Regions from separate parts of the Ovis aries genome. Here region 2 is linked to region 1. The links are chromatin contacts, called in public Hi-C maps. All regions are on one chromosome and are shown on one strand. The core of a region is the stretch at or near the end of the contact, and the rest is flanking DNA. Distances in the headings are between cores, read along the strand shown.

Evidence for each region. Hi-C and Micro-C count contacts between places; a contact is called where the count stands out from the background.
Region 2: a contact with region 1 is called in a Hi-C map of hypothalamus, with 2.9 times the contacts expected there. The contact joins the enhancer-like site here to the promoter of TAFA3 in region 1. A contact is called at or near these places in 2 of 16 Hi-C or Micro-C datasets (hypothalamus and skin fibroblasts).

What each region holds. Positions count from the first base shown.
Region 1 is chr1:90,112,631-90,117,617 of ARS-UI_Ramb_v3.0, reverse strand. TAFA3 (TAFA chemokine like family member 3) reads right to left here and starts at 2,679. Exons shown (of 7, transcript XM_012178747.4): 1 at 2,344-2,679; 2 at 1,465-1,515; 3 at 1,245-1,297.
Region 2 is chr1:90,436,050-90,440,984 of ARS-UI_Ramb_v3.0, reverse strand. No RefSeq gene overlaps it. Among named protein-coding and RNA genes, the nearest start is that of LRIG2, 27 kb to the left of the region's middle. Within about 2 kb of position 3,559, at least 30 of the 54 cell types and tissues checked have an H3K27ac peak or open chromatin away from gene starts, as enhancers often do. A contact at or near this core is called in hypothalamus, where this site is marked.

The sequences.
Region 1 (4,987 bases), core at 1,430-3,929:
GAGGGGGGCAAGACCCCCACTTTGTCCCCAGGCAGCCCTCGGCCTAGCACACACTCACTGTAGAAAGCAGTGAGTGCCGGAGTAGGAAAGGGGAGTAGGAGAGGACACGTTCTGTTGGGAATAGCATGGAAAGCTCTGTGGGAGAGGACACTTAGGAAGTGTCTTAAAGAATGATGTGGACATGGTCCCATGGAAGGCTGTGACATGGGAGGGATAATAATGCTAACTCCCATGTGTTGAGCACCTGACCCACATACTCTGCAACCATGCTCTTGAATCCTTCACAACTGTCCTACAATGTAGAATTATTTGTACCCATTTTATAGATGAGCAAACTGATACTCAGAAAAGTCTGGACACAATCTAAACAACCATCAATAAAGGACTGGCAAAATACATTGCGGGCAATCTGTGCAAATACAGTCCCATACAGAAAGCTGTTAAAGAATGAGAAAATGCTGTATGTACTGAGGCATGCAACGGTCTCCAAGGATAACCCATCATTTAGGGGGGAAAAAAAGCAAAGTGCAGGGTGATGTGTGTTCAATGTGTAAAAGGGAGGGATTATATATGTTGCTCAAATATAAGTAAGCTAGCTCACTCTGGAAAATGTACCAAAAGACCCTAATAACATTGTTTGCCACCAAGAAGAGAAAGTAGTGGTCTGAGAAACTGGTTGACTGAGAAGCAAAGGGAGAAAAGACATTTTTTCTTCCTATTGCTCTTTAATCTTTTGGATTCTGAACCATAGGAATCTGCTAGCAATTCAACTTAAACAAAAATTAAATATAAAAAGGAAGAAATGGAATGGGGGCTCAGAGAAGTCAAATAACTTGCCCAAGGCCAGGCAGCATGTGGATCGAAAAGCCCTGAGCCCAGAAACCTGCCCTGTTTCCATTGGACCACTTTGTTTTTGCTCTCTTCCCTTTCCTTCTCCTCCTTCATCCTTGTTGGTTCACATCTCCCAAATCTTTCCCAGACAATGGAATAGAAATGGAGGGAATCCCAGGGAAGCAGAGGCACAGAGCAGCTGGGAGACACCAAGCGCAGAAGAGGCCTGAACCACCCTTTCTGCTGCACTGCTGGTCCCTTGGGGCATCAAGGGCTCCCTCAGGTGCCAGCTTGGTGCTGGGAACACCAGAGGCCAAACCAGGAGACTCAGTTGCTCCCCTGCTCCTTCTGGAAACAGTGATTGATCTATGTCTACCCATGTGCCACCCCCCAACTCCCCCTCTTCAACTCACCTTTTTGGAACCCTTTAACTTCTGTCTGTTCATCCACTGGCTTCAGACTCTACCTAGACAAGCAGGGGAGATTCTTGTGCTTTGCAAGGGACAGAGGGAGCCTGCGGCCCTCCATGGGGTGGAAGAGGGCCTGGGTGAGGGCTAGTGGGTGGACTGGGCACTGAAGTAGAACCTAATTCTGAGGCTGTTCCCCAAGGTGCCAGGACAGGGGATAAAGTACCTCCTCTGCCTTGGGAATTCGCCGAGGGCCTTGCAGAGTAGGGTGGTAAGCCTGAAAAGAGAAGTGGGAGATGGTAGGAGGTGTCTACGAACCAACGCTGCTGGGGAGAGGCTCCTGAGAGTAACAGCCCCGAGGTACTGAATCCTCTTTGCTGCCCCCTCCCCTCATCCTGCTTCGCACCTGCTTCCTGGACTTCCCAGGAGCCGGCTCAGCTCACCCCCATTCCCCCTCCAGGTTTCTGAGCCCCAGAGGCTTCAGCTCCAAAGGTCTGTTTAAGACCTCCCCTCTCTCAGCCTCTAAAGGGAGGTGGAACTGGGGCAGGTCAGATGGTGGGGCTCAAGGAGGACGGAGAGCCTCCTGTTGTGGCTCCCCAAGAGTGAGAGCCCAGAAGGGACTGTGGGGGCAGATGGAGGAAGTGGTGCCAAGCCCCCCTGGAATAGGTGTGCTCCAAAAGCAAGGAGATTCTAGAAGCACCTCTTTCCTGAGTTGGTATCTTTTCTCCCCGCCCTCTTCGGGAATATTTGTTTTGATAATTACAAAGGCAGCCCCCACATCCCATTTCTCTCTGAGCTGCCACATCCTCCAATCTAACGTTTTCATCTCTCTTAATGAACCTCAAAATCCAAAAGACCTAGGAGTGTATTAGGTGGGTTCTCTGGCATTCTATTCCCTCCCTTAGAGAGAGCTAGAGAGAGAAGCTTCTGGGACTTGCTCTCGGGCTTCCACACACCTGCCTCAGTTTCCCAAGCTGTTTCCCCCAAGCCCCTGCATGCCAGCATAGGGTTGAGACTGTGAACTACAAGATCCACCTTTCCCCACCTCTCCCGCCCCACGCCGACTCAGTCCTCCCAATTCTGAGCCCCCAAGTCTAGGACCTACCTGCCCCAGGCAGTGCCAGCTGGTTCTACCGGCCTGAGGTTCTCTTCACCTCTGAGCCCAGGATGGAGACCCGAAAGGGGGACTGAGGCCAGCTCGGGTGCTGTCTAGTCCGGAGCTCTGTTCCCCTCACCAAGTTGCTGTGGGGCTCTGGTCAAAGTGGCATCACGGTCAGGCGGGGCCCGCTCCGGGCACCGGGGAGTTCCGGGCCCGCCCGGCCAGCTCTGCAGAGCTCAGCCGGCGTCCCTTTGATGCTCCCGCCCGCAGGCTGGGGAAGTACGCGGCCGCCGCCGCCGCCGCCGCCGCCGCCTCCTCGCCCGGGGCCGCTCTCGCTTCCCCAGCCCAGAGCGGTTGTCGCCTCCGCCTCCCGCGCCCGCCCGGCGGGCACAGCGACCCCTGGCGGTCGAGGCAAGACCAAGGAAGAGGGGAAAAGGAGCCAGTCCCGCAATGCGGTCCCTGGTGTAGGCTGGGGTAATTCAGAGAGGTCCCTCAAAACTCTGGACGTCTTAGAGCTTGGGGTGCGGGTGCTGAGTGTGAGGAAAGCTCAGGCACTCAGAGACTTTGGGCCTTGAAGATTTCCGAACTTGCACTGTCTAATAAGGTAACCATTAGTCGTATGTGATTGTTTAAATCTAAATATAATTTTCTCATTTACACTCATGACATTTAAAGTGCTCAGTTGCCACATGTAGCTAGGGACTACTGCATTGGGCAGAAAAGATATAGAACATTCCCACACTGCACAAAATTCTATTTGACAGTGTTCTTCTGGATAGATATGTTATCCCTTCCGTGTTAAAATGTTAAAAATCCAGGAGGAAATAACAAACGATCTCTGCTTCAGGAGTGGTGTCCTCTGGGGCAGGAAGAACCAGGAGAGGTATGAGGGTAGGAGCCCAGCAGGCAGGAGGGCTTTGGTAGGCCTGTAGGTGACCTCAACTTGGGAACTCTTGAGACCCAGTTTCTTCATCACTGTAAAAACCGCAATGTAATTGCCATTGTACAGTGTATAATTCATTACAGGTGATCTGGACGCGAAAGTATTAGACAAATGAGAGAGGGAAGTGGTGGTTGGTGTGTGAATTTGCCTCTTAATTGAAGGCTATTCCTCCTAGTTAAAGAGGGCTTTCGGGTTGGAGTAATGGGGAGGGCAGAGGCAAGGGGAAGAAGCCCAGTTCTGGACTCTGAGCCATTGCATGTGGCCCAGGACAGAGGGACTTCTCTTAAGGAAGCCCAGTTCCCACCCCTAGCCGAGGCCTTGCACACTCCTGGCAGGACCAGCCTCTGAACAGTTCTCAGCAGAGAAGAATAACCTACACGATTGCTTCTTCCCACTGCATGCCTGCTTTTCCCTTTCACTCTGTGCTGCCTTGGGGATGAACAGAGGTGGTGACCTTCTCACCAGGTTCTGGGGCAGTCTGAGGATGGAGGAGGTGTGATGATGCCAGGAATAGCTGGTGAGAGATTCAGGGAGAGGAGATCCTTAGGATTTGGGTATGGTCAGAAGGCTGTTCTGAAGCCCAAGGAAACTGTTGACATCCCTGTTGACCATCTGGTGCTGAAACTAGGAGGTCTTTGGGCCCTGGCTCTGTAGCCCACTTGCAGTCACATCATGATGGATGTTGTGAAGAGCAAGAATTACGGAGCTGAGGGGAAAAAAAGGAATTACGGAGCTGAGTGACACAGAGAAGTGGTAAGCAAACTGTCCCAGAAACACTGAATAATAAAAATAGCCAGGATGTTGTATTTTTTTCTTCTGTCTTTAGCTTGCTGTAGCTGTTTATGCCATTTATCTGTGAGCTCATTTCAGTTTTTCTCAAACAGGAGGGAAATATCCTTAGCAGCAGCAGCAAGTCCTTTATCTCCATCTGCCTTGCCACTCTGTGTGCCTTGGGTCTGACTTTTGTGTTCTCTTTTCTTGTGACTTCTTTTTTATTTCTCTCTGCCCAGGGTGTAGGTGTAATTACAGAAGTCTACCAACCTGAATGACCATTGTGATATTTTTATTTGGAAGCTACCAGGAAAGTCACCCCTTCTGGGGCTACAGGGTAGCCAGGAACAGAGTCGTGGTCAGGAAGCACCCACCAGACAGTCCAGAGGTGGAATACCCATCATGAACTGGGTGCCAGTGACCTCTGAGGACTACCCTAACTTGCATTAGGACCTTAAGGGCCTTGTCCCCATTTGAACCATGCATGGGGAAGGAGGTGTCTCTGGAAGCCCAATCAATTCCCAGGCTTAGGGACCATAGCTCTTTCAGCAGCCTGTCTGTACTGCCCTCCCCTCTCAGCTAGGCACTTAGCCTGGCCTCTGTCTCCCCCCGGTGGCAGTCACAGAAGTTGTGCACCTGGATTGCTCTCAGTCTCTGTGTTAAGAGAAAGAGGGTGAGAGAAAAGGAACCCCCACTTTTCTGCTCTTCACCTATCTCTTCTTAACTCTTCTTCTCTGATCTAGATTCTTAAGATAGTATCAGTTTAGGTGGTTGGGAAATGGACACAGGCATAAATTTCACACTGGGTGGTTGACCTCCTGGAATAAGTCATGTAAAATAACAGGAGCGTCCAGACATGCCTCATCCATAAAAAGAACATAACAAAAACCTAGGTAGGGTTAGTGTGCAGTGTAAAGGGCCTGAAGTACAGAAAGC
Region 2 (4,935 bases), core at 2,310-4,809, 320 kb before region 1:
TGAAAATTAAAAGATGAGACTAAGCTACAAGGCATGTCAGACCAGTTATGTCTGATTATGCAACCCAAAGTGTCCCAAGACTTCATTAGCCCCAAAATATAAAGTCACACCTCTCTAATATACATGTTACCATGACTCCAGGACTGCAAGGAGATCCAACCAGTCCACCCTAAAGGAGATCAGTCCTGGGTGTTCTTTGGAAGGGCTAATGTTGAAGCTGAAACTCCAATACTTTGGCCACCTGATGCAAAGAGCTGACTACACTGGAAAAGACCCTGATGCTGGGAAAGATTGAGGGCAGGAGGAGAAGGGGAGGACAGAGGATGAGATGGTTGGATGGCATCACCGACTCAATGGACGTGGGTTTGGGTAGACTCTGGGAGTTGGCGATGGACAGGGAGGCCTGGTGTGCTGCAGTTCGTGGGGTTGCAAAGAGTCAGACACGACTGAGCGACTGAACTGAACTGAACCATGACTCCAAGTCGTCTTCTCTAGAATGTGAGTAGCTGATTCCCACTGGATCTCAGTTTTCTTTCTTGTTTGTTTGTAGCAGGAATCACAGAAGAAACCCAACATGATCCTGGCATTTGCAGGTTTCCTCCCCAAGTACGCTTGCCACCTTTGCCGCTGCTCCACATCTCCCAGACCACGTGATGCCATCCGGGGACTGGACTGTCTCCTCCCTGATGCTGGATACTGCTGCTGCTCTCCCCAAGGCGTGTCTCCCCAACACGGACATAAGCTTCATCCCTCCCTCCCCAAAGCACAGAGAAGACTAGCATGTGAGTGTCAAAAAAATGTCTGACAGAAGATTTGAGTCTCACGAGAGTCATGACACTAAAATGTAGAGACACCTAAACTGGAGAGGACATATCTCAGCTTTCTGAATTTGCTAGTCCACACACTCACAAGGGGAGCCTTTATCAGAGCTGGCTCCATGGCCTTCAACTTGTGCAATCACACAGAGCCCCATGCTTACCAGGGCCCCACATTTAATGTTCTGCTGTTGCCATGTTTTTTTGTTTGTTTGTTTTGGTTTTGTAAGTAATTTGTGTTGGAGTATAGTTGCTTTACAATGGTATGTTTATTGTTTCCGTCTTGAAATTCTTAATACAGTTTTGAACAAGAGGCCCTGAGTTTTCATTTTGCCTTGAGTCTTGCAAATTATGTAGCTACTCACACTCTCTACTTTTTAATTGAGATATAAGTGGCATATACATAACAGTATACTTATTTTAGGTATACAATATAATGATTCACTATTTGTACATATTGTGAAAAGATCTCCACAATAATTCTGGTTACAATTCACCACCATATGTTGTTACAATCACGCCCTCTATGAACCATTACTCTCCCAAACTCCCGACCTGCCTATGTTTGCAGAGACCAGATCACTCTCACCACCCAAAGTGTTTATGATTATGCCCCTGGTACCTGGAGTTCTGGTCCAACTCCAGGCACAAAACTGCTCCAGAGATCCAACCTTACCCACCACAAAGTAGATCACTTATGAGAGATGAAACTGTCCACCAAGTACCATAACCACAAGGCAGGGTATAAGGTGCTTTGACTTTAATATGAATAGATAACCAGCATATATCTGGGGGTCCTGCAAGTGGGATTATCTGAAGATCTAGACGGGGCTTCCCAGGTGGCGTTAGCGGTAAAGAACATCCCTGCCAATGCAGGAGACATAAGAGATGCATATTTCATCCTGGGTTGGGAAGATCCCCTGAAGAAGGGAATGGCAACCCACTCCAGTATTTGCGCCTGGAGAATCCCATGGACAGAGGAGCCTGACAGTCCATAGGGTCGCACAGATTCTAACACAACTGAAGCAACTTACAAAAGATATTTGGTCCCAAGCAGACCAAAAACTGACGAGGGCATGGCAACCCACCCCAGTATTCTTGCCTGGAGAATCCCCATGGACAGAGGAGCCCAGCGGGCTACAGTCCATCACAAAGGCTCGGACACTACTGAGCAACTAAGCACCGCACAGACCAAAAACCAAGCAAACAACCAAAAGTTTACCTAAGACATGGTTTTGTTGAGGGGTTTGGTACTACACAGACTTACTCTGCACATGAAGATGTTTTTGGGAAAAGCCAGAATGTTCCGTGATACCAGAACCTTTTGGAAATTTTGCTGTTCTCATTTCACCCTCACCCTTCGTCTCCCACCGTTTCCTTCTCCTCCCTTCCTCCACTTCACCTTAACCCCTTTAGGGCAGTTTAAGTAACTTTCTAGACCAGACCCTCATGGGATCTCCCCAGCAGGAGTCCTACAGTCTATTGAAGTTCCAAGACTTGGGGATACAGGGGTGACGGTCTACTGGTACCCAGCTCCAGTCACAGCTGGGAAGTGGCAAAAACAAGAACCTGGAGGAAACGGGTCACTGCCCGTGCTTGGCAGGAGCAACTGCTGTGCCTGAGCTTTTATTCTGGGAACAAATCTTTGCTCTCTTCACCAGTGACCCACATGACCCATAATTCCCGACAGCAATAAAATGGGGCAATAAAGAAGGGCTGATTCCACATTTGCAGGGTAAGTGTTCACTCGTAAGAGAAGATGGAGAGACATAATGCTTTTGTGGAGACAAAAGGAAATGAGAGATTCTGAGAAAATGAGATTTTTCAAAAAAAATCTGAGGCTTGACTGACTCCCCCTAGATGCCCTCACTGGGGGAAAAAAAAAACAAAAACTTCTTTTGTAATCCCTCTTCCTATTTTAAACACCCCTTCTTTTCCTTTCAAGGTGAGGTAATGGGGAATGAGTGTCCACTGAGCCAAGTCAAGCTGAGAGCTTGGAATCATGGGAGCCGGCAGAGATCTTGGCAGAACTCGGCTATTTGTTGAATGGGTCCTAGAAACACGCACTGAATTGGCTTCTTCGTCCTTCCTGCAAACAAGATTGGAACAAGATTCATCTACTGCCTGAAGTGGTGACTTTGTGACCTCTTGGCCTTAGTCACGTCCTCTCTCCCACCCCAGCCCCAGGGACTCTCTCTTTTCCTTGGCTGCCCCAGAGTGCCAGAGTATTATTTATCCGTTGGCAGCAGAGGGCGATCTGTCCCTGGAGAATGACCGGGTCAGCTCCCGCCTCTCTGCGCGCACCCAGATCGCTAATGACTTGCAGCTCCATCAACATAAAGCTACCTCTTCACAAAGGAACATTGTCACCAAGCATTTTCCTTTTCATTCGTGAAAGCTCACTGCCTCAGCTAACCCCTTCCCCCTCCCTCCTGCCTTCAGGCTCCCTCGCTTTCCTCTCCCAACCTCTGGGAAGCAGCAGGAAATGAACAAGGTCCACAGTGGAGAAAAACAAATCCCAGGGCCCTGATGAGGGAAACCACAGGGAAATGACCAAGTGGCATTAGCAGCTATAGGCAGCTCTGTGTGTGTGTGTGTGTGTGTGTGTGTGTGTGAGAGAGAGAGAGAGAGAGAGAGAGAGAGAGAGAGAGAGAGAGAAAGACAGCCAGAGAAGGAATGTGTGTGTGTATCCAATACAAGTACTTGCTAAATTTCAGTATACAGAAAAATCATCTGGAGAGCTTGTTAAAGCGCGGCTTCCTGGGCCTCACCCAGGAATTCTGATTAGTAGGTCTGGAGAGGGGCCCAAAATTTACACTCTTCACACTCCCAAGATATTTTCATGCTGCTAGTGGTAGATCACATCTTGAGTAGCACTGTTGTACACCAAATGCAGTAAATAGACTCTACAGATCTGAGTCAGGGGCTTTTTTGAATAAAATCCTGATAAGGTGAATTCCCCTAGAACAGTCCAGATCCTTCCAAATCCAGGCCAGAAGATCTTATCGCTCAGCCTCCTGCCCTTGCCTCCCCTTGGAAAAGGATCAGAGACTTTATCAAGCAGAGCATTGTTTGGAGGGGGATGAGTTCAAATAATAGGCTGGTTCTCCATTAACTGTTTATCTCATCCCCCAAAGCAGGAGAACCCCACAGGCCCTTGCTTCACAGTAGGCAGGGAATGGAGATTCTGTCTGCATGCTGTATCTACCACGGCTGTGTTCAACAGCTTGTGGCCCAGAGGCCTCTGACCCCTACCTTCAGCATCCTTCAAACTTCTCTATAGTTACAGAAGTTTGTGGAATAAGCTGGTTATTCTCCAGATAGCTGAGCACTCAAAGACACTTAGAGTGTCTTAAGGAGAGCCACTGGCTTCTGTTTCTGCACCAAAAGATAACAAGACAGAGAAAAGTCTAGCAAACCCAGTCCTAGTCCTTAAGGAGCAAATAGGCTAATTGGAGAGAAAGAAATGTAATATGTAAGAGCAAATGTACCAAAATGAGCAGAGAGATAGCAAAAACAAAACAAAAAAACAACCTTGAAGCCATCCGAGGAAAGGGAAGTCATCCTAAAACAGAGAGATTGCACTGAGATGGGAAGGGTCAGTATGAGTTCACCAAGGAGACAAAAGGTCAAGGGTAAGAGCCATCGCTTGGGATGGGAAATGCTGAAATATAAAAGGCAGGCTGGGATGAGGGTCCTCTTTCAGAGCACCTGGTATTTCAGCCCACTTTGGGCATTTATCACCACTCCGGAACCAAAAGGGAGACCAAATGGGAAGATTAGTTTCACAAACTCCTGTTAATAACTGTCAGCAGGAAGTACTTTCCCCGCCAAGACCTTCTCTCTGCCCGGGAAGACACTGGTTGGGGTTGGGGCCGATCTTCCCTCGGGAGGCCACGGTGCGAGCCAGAGATCGATGGGTCTAGAGGACTGATGCTCAGCTTCTTTGCGTGACCCTTTACTTGGCTCTGGCAGCTAAAGGGCTAGCAGCTGACTGTGCCAGGCTATAGCAGATTAGCAAACGGGCAGAAACCACAAAAGAGCCCAGAAGATCGGTTTGTGAGCACAAGAAAGCCACTCCCAGTGACTCCAGAATGACTCAGGAAGATCACGAAGGAGA